Linked DNA regions of Macaca mulatta: region 1 is linked to region 2. Evidence: chromatin contacts called from public Hi-C data. All regions are on one chromosome and are shown on one strand. Each heading gives the region's core, a stretch centred on a gene start, on an enhancer-like site or on the middle of the called end of the contact. The rest is flanking DNA. Distances are from core to core; before and after follow the strand shown.

Evidence for each region. Hi-C and Micro-C count contacts between places; a contact is called where the count stands out from the background.
Region 1: a contact with region 2 is called in a Hi-C map of liver, with 5 times the contacts expected there. The contact joins the promoter of DHRS1 here to the promoter of TINF2 in region 2. A contact is called at or near these places in 3 of 14 Hi-C or Micro-C datasets (CD4 T cells, cortical neurons and liver).

The regions. Positions count from the first base shown.
Region 1 is chr7:97,417,724-97,420,423 of T2T-MMU8v2.0, forward strand. It overlaps DHRS1 (dehydrogenase/reductase 1), which reads right to left and starts at 1,270. Exons shown (of 8, transcript NM_001194609.2): 1 at 1,083-1,270. The coding sequence starts at 1,232. NOP9 (NOP9 nucleolar protein) reads left to right here and starts at 2,133. Exons shown (of 10, transcript NM_001266256.1): 1 at 2,133-2,449; 2 at 2,656-2,700. The coding sequence starts at 2,203.
Region 2 is chr7:97,360,150-97,362,849 of T2T-MMU8v2.0, forward strand. TINF2 (TERF1 interacting nuclear factor 2) reads right to left here and starts at 1,390. Exons shown (of 8, transcript XM_077940789.1): 1 at 909-1,390; 2 at 447-548; 3 at 1-71. The coding sequence starts at 1,100.

The DNA.
Region 1 (2,700 bases), core at 20-2,519, 57 kb after region 2:
GAATCTATCTTCATTTTTAATTTTTATTTTTTTTTAAGAGACAAGATCTCACTGTCACCCAGGCTGGAGTGCAGTGGTGCAATCATAGCTCACTGCAACCTCGAACTCCTGGGCTCAAATGATCCTCCTGCCTCAGCCTCCCAAGTAGGTGGTACTACAGGTGCAGGCCACTGTGCCCAGCTAATTATTCAAAAAATATTTTTTGTAGAGACTGGGTCTAGCTGTGTTGCCCAGACTGGTCTCCAAAAGGCTGCACATGTTCTTAATCTTCCTTCAGAAGCACAGAAGGCCCCAGCTCGGGAATGTAAGCCAGCTGATTTTGAAGTCCCTGAAACCTTTTTAAATCGCCTTCAAGACCTGACCTCCTCCTTTCTGAAGGACATTGCAGGTAAGTGATCTTGCTGCCTTGGCCTCCCAAAGGGCTGGGACGCCAGGCATGAGCCACTGTACTCCACCATGGACTGAATCTTTGAAGAGGAGAAATTAGATCTCATTAGTCTTGGTAACTTCCGTGCTTTACCCAATGCCTAGCAAATCATGGATACTCAAATATTTATTTAACTGAAGTCTAGTAAATAAGCAAAAAATGTACAGTTCAATAAAGTCTTGCCTAAAATAGAGGAAAACACAGGTCCACAACCCTTTAGTTACAATTCCAAAATCTCTGCTCTCAAACACAAAGTTCTTTTCTTTTTCTTTCTTTTCTTTTTTCTTTTTTTTTTTTTTTTTTTTTTAAGACAGTGTCTCCCTCTGTCGTCTAGACTGGAGTGCAGTGGCATGATCATGGCTCAACTCCTAGGCTCAAGCGATCCTCCTGCCTCAGCCTCCAGAGTAGCTGCTGGGACTATAGGCACATGCCACCATGCCTGGCTCAAACAAAGTTTTTTCATAAAACTCACTGGGCGGCAAAATTCTACCTTACCTGAAATTATTTACGGGGTTTTAAATTTCCACTTTGAATAAATATTCACATCTTGTTGAGTAGTAGTATAGTTTCAGGTAAGAGATTAGGAAAGGGAGCGGTTAAGTGGAAGGCTCTCTTGGGTGGTTTCTGCAACTGTGGTCCCAGAGGAAGCACTCACCTCCTGAGCAGCAACGCGAAGGGTGTCTAGATGGCGGCCAGTGATGTAAACTGTGGCACCTGCTTTGCAGAGCTGCAAGGCAATGCCACGGCCAATACCCCTGGAGGCACCAGTCACCACACACACTTTGCCCTTCATGGGAGCTGCCATGACTCACAGGCAAAGGAGGAAGGTCTGTGGAAGCAAAGACTTGCTCTGAGGGAAGCCTGGAGACTGTGTGTGTGTTGGGGCGGGGGTCGGGGGGAGGGGGGAGCCTCACTAGGGCTAAGAGGAGGAGCCAAGGTAAGAATCCTTTGAGGGGAGAGGAGTCAGAGGCGGACAACTGGGTGCGGGCCTAAGGGTAAGGGTGTCAGAGGCGGACAACTGGGTGTGGGCCTGAGGACAAGGCTGACTGTCTTTTGGGAGGCCCAGAGAGTGAAGAAGGGGCTGAGTGGGGCTGTCCAGAGGTGGACAACTACTACGACCCTCTGAGTGTGGCTGCCTGGATGGGGGAATCTGGCGCGGCAGCCCCTCGGGGCGCGTCCAAGCAGAGTCCTGGGCTATCTGGGGCTCCGCTCCCTGGCCTGACCCAGTCCGGCTGAGCCAGAGGCGCAGCTTCCGGGCCGGATGAGCGCGAAGCCTGGAGATCCTAAGCCCTAAATGTGAGGCGCGTGTGCCGCTTACCTGCCAGCTGCGCTGCCGCTGAGGTCCTCGCGCCGACTAGCTCGCCATACACGTGTAGTTCGAGAACTTTAATTCCGGCCGCAGGGGCGGAACGAAGTGACTACTACTGGGGCAAATTGCGGGGCTGCGGTGGAAGTCTGGGTTCTGACCCAGATTGAGCTGGCGACGTGGAGGAAGTGTTCAAGGACTGATTCTACAGTAGGACCCGGGGCGATTTTGTGCTGGGGTCGAGGGGCGGAGTCCTGGGCCAAAGTTAGAACCTGAGGATGGGGCGGAGCGATCTGGGGGAAACACCCACCCCACCCGGCTGGGGCCGCGCGTAACTATGACGTAATAGCTGCGTCAGGAGCGCGCCCGCGTTTCTGAACTTGGTTTGGGCCGGGCACACGCTTGGCGACGTTGAAGGTTCGTCCACAGCTAAGGAAACTTTTGCAGCCGGAGAGGTTCCGAAACACACATGGGGCTGGGTCCGCGCTCTCCACACAAGGTGGGGCGCCGGTTCCCAGCTGGTGGCAAACGGGGACGCGGGGCCAAGGGGTCGGGGCGCCCCTTACCCCGCAGTAAGCGGCAACCCTGGCCGCCTCCGGATAGGCGCTCGGAGCCGCCTCCAGATTCGCACCCGCACCTGAGCCCCGAAGCTCTGGGATATTTCCGCCGGGCGCTGTCAGCATTGAAAGAGGCTCCCGAGACTGGGGAAGAACGAGGTAGGCAGCAACTTCGGGGTTTAGACCAAGAGCATCAAATCCAGGGCAGGCAAGGAAACTTTCTGGGGTCGGCAGGGCGTGGGGACTTAGTTTCATTCCCATGTCCTCTTCCTCGGCCTCCCACCCACGACCCTTGGTTAAGTAAGGGTACATAACCATATTGTCTACTAAGTCTCTTCAAAGTGTGTTTTTCTTCACTTTTCCAGATCTGATGGTGCACAATATTATGAAGGAAGTAGAGACTCAGGCCC
Region 2 (2,700 bases), core at 140-2,639:
TGACACAAGTACTCAAAAAGCAGCTTTTCCATGGCAGCCAGAAAGGGTTCCCCATATTCTTGTTCAAGTTCCTGCAGCAGAGGAGAGTAGGAGATCAAAAGTGGGTTAGTGGCCAGGCACGGTGGCTCACGCCTGTAATCCTGGCACTTTGGGAGGCCGAGGTGGGAGGATCACTTGAGGTCAGGAGTTCGAGACCAGCCTGGCCAACATGGTGAAACCCCATCTCTACTAAAATACAAAAATTAGCTGGGCATCTATAATACCAGTTATTCAGAAGGCTGAAGCAGGAGAACCGCTTGAACCTGGGAGGCAGAGGTTGCAGGGAGCTGAGATTGTGCCACTGCACTCCAGCCTGGGCAACAAAGCAAGACTCCCTCTCAAAAAAAAAAAAAAAAAAAGGTGGGTTAGAGAAAATAGTCACATAATAGCCTTCAAACCAGTCTCACCTGCAGCTTCGAGGCCAAATCCACAGGAGCCTCTGACAGCTGCTTCACCTGTTGGTAAAAAGTCTCCTGTGCCTCCAAAATCTTCCTCAGATCCTGCTTTGTCTGTTGAGGATATAGAAGACAGAGAAGTTAGCACCAACATCCAGTAGACAGGAGGAGCAACTTTGCTGCACCAAGTTGAACTGGGGTCAGGGCTTGTTCCGGGGATTACTCACAGCCTTGGGATCCCGCACTATAGGTCCAGATTCTGGAAAGTGGTGATTCAGGGTTTTCAGGACTTGGGCCCAAGGCCGGCCCTGCAGGATCAGCTCCACCACCACCTGTATGGTACTGAATTCAGAATCCCCACTTCGGGGCAAGCTGACCTTTTCCAACTAGTCTCATCCCCAAGCTGTGGGCCCTTGTCAGGTGCTCGCATCCCGCCCCTTTCTTTCCCCTTCCAGGTCCTACTTGCTCCAATACCTTGGCCTTTAGGCCCATACAAAGGCGTTCGTGGTGCCGGTAGCGAACCAAGCCAGGGGCAACAGCGCGCAGAGATCGCAGAAACTCCAGTACTCGGGGAAAATGTTCCACACAGCGTCCGCGCACAACCTGCCAGCTAGCTGCGGCGGCGAAGCGTAGAGCTGCAGGACCGGCCCCCGGGGGCGTAGCCATGGTCGGCGGGCTCCGCCCTGAGGCGGTCCCTCCAGGTTCCTCACCCGGATGGGTGAGGCTTTCCGATCACTCCTAGGGGCGGGGCTTCTGGCAACACTCTGTGGCTCGGGTTTGTAGGCTCTGGGTACCTCGCGATCCGACTCGGCTCCCTTCCATAGGCCCCCAGAATTCTGGGGGAGGGGGTCTTCTGGCTCAGGCTGGAGGAGCCTGAGTGGAAAAGCTGGCCGTCCCAGTGGTACTGGGTCGCTCAGCTTTAAACGCCGCCTCTGTCTCGAGCCCGAGGGTGCCTCACTTCCGGCTCCGCTACTAGCTTCCCTTGCCCCGGAAAAGGGCGGTAAGAGGGAGCCAATGGGTGGCCACAGAGGGAACTGTGACGGTGCGTCAGAAGGCCACGCCCCAGCGGATCTGGCGCTGCCTGCTCGCTGCGCCCTGCGCCCTCTGCCGGCTGACTTGAATTGGCCGCTGAGGCTGTTGTGGCCGCTCGTCTGGGTCCTCCTAGCCTCGATTTCTTCTGCGGAGAAGCCCCGTCACTCCCCTGAGGCTCGACTTCCTAGTCTGTGAAACGAGGATCGTGCCACCGCCTCTTCCCACTGTCTTCACCCGTCGAAATTCAGTTCCTTAAATCCCAGACCCGAGCCGGCGTCTACAAAGCCTTTCCCTGCGCACGTCGCTTCCAGTAGGAATTCGACTGTTCCTTTTATAAAACGGAAGAGGGCTCCCGCCCTTAAAAAGTAAAATACAGGCCGGGCGTGGTGGCTTGTGTCTAATCCCAGCGCTTTGAGAGGCCGAGGCAAGAGGGTCACTTGAGCCCAGGAGCTCCAGACCAGCCTGGGCGACATGGTGAATGAAACCCCGTCTCTGCTAAAAATACAAAAATTAGCCAGGCGTGGTGGCAGGCCCCTGTAAATCCCAGCTACTCGGGAGGCCGAGGCCAGGAGACTGGAGGTGGCAGTGAGCCGCGATCTTGCCCCTGCATTACAGCCTGGGGGACAGAGGGACAATCCCTCTCAAAAAAAAAAAAAAAAAAGGAAGAAGAAGAAATAGAATACAGGCTGTGGGGGCGGGGCACGGTGACTCACACCTGTAATCCCAACACTTTGGGAGGTCGAGACGGGAGGATCGATCCGCTTGAGCCCAGGAGTTCCAGACCAGACTGGGTCACATGGTGAGACTCTATCTCTACTGAAAATAAAAAAAAACTAGCCGGGTGTAGTGGCATGTCTGTAGTCCCAGCTACTCAGGGGGCTGAGGTGGGAGGATTGTTTGAGCCAGGAAGGTTGAGACTTCAGTGACTGCACTCCAGCCTAAGTGATAGAGTGAGATGGGGTCTCTCACACACACACACACATTAAATGGTTTCTTGTTTTAGGATTCTGTTGTGCACTGAACTTGTCAGCCCCTTAATGTAATTGACTGCTCTCCTTGACTGTCTCTTTGTCATCCTTCCCGGTGCCTCTCATTTCCATCAGCAAGCACAGAACCTAACGCACAGCTTACACTCCTTAGTTGTTGGCTGGATTAGTTGCCTGCCTTGACCACTTTACAAGGATTTAGTGAAACTGCTCCGTCTTTAGCCCATGTCTTCCATTCCCAGAGATAA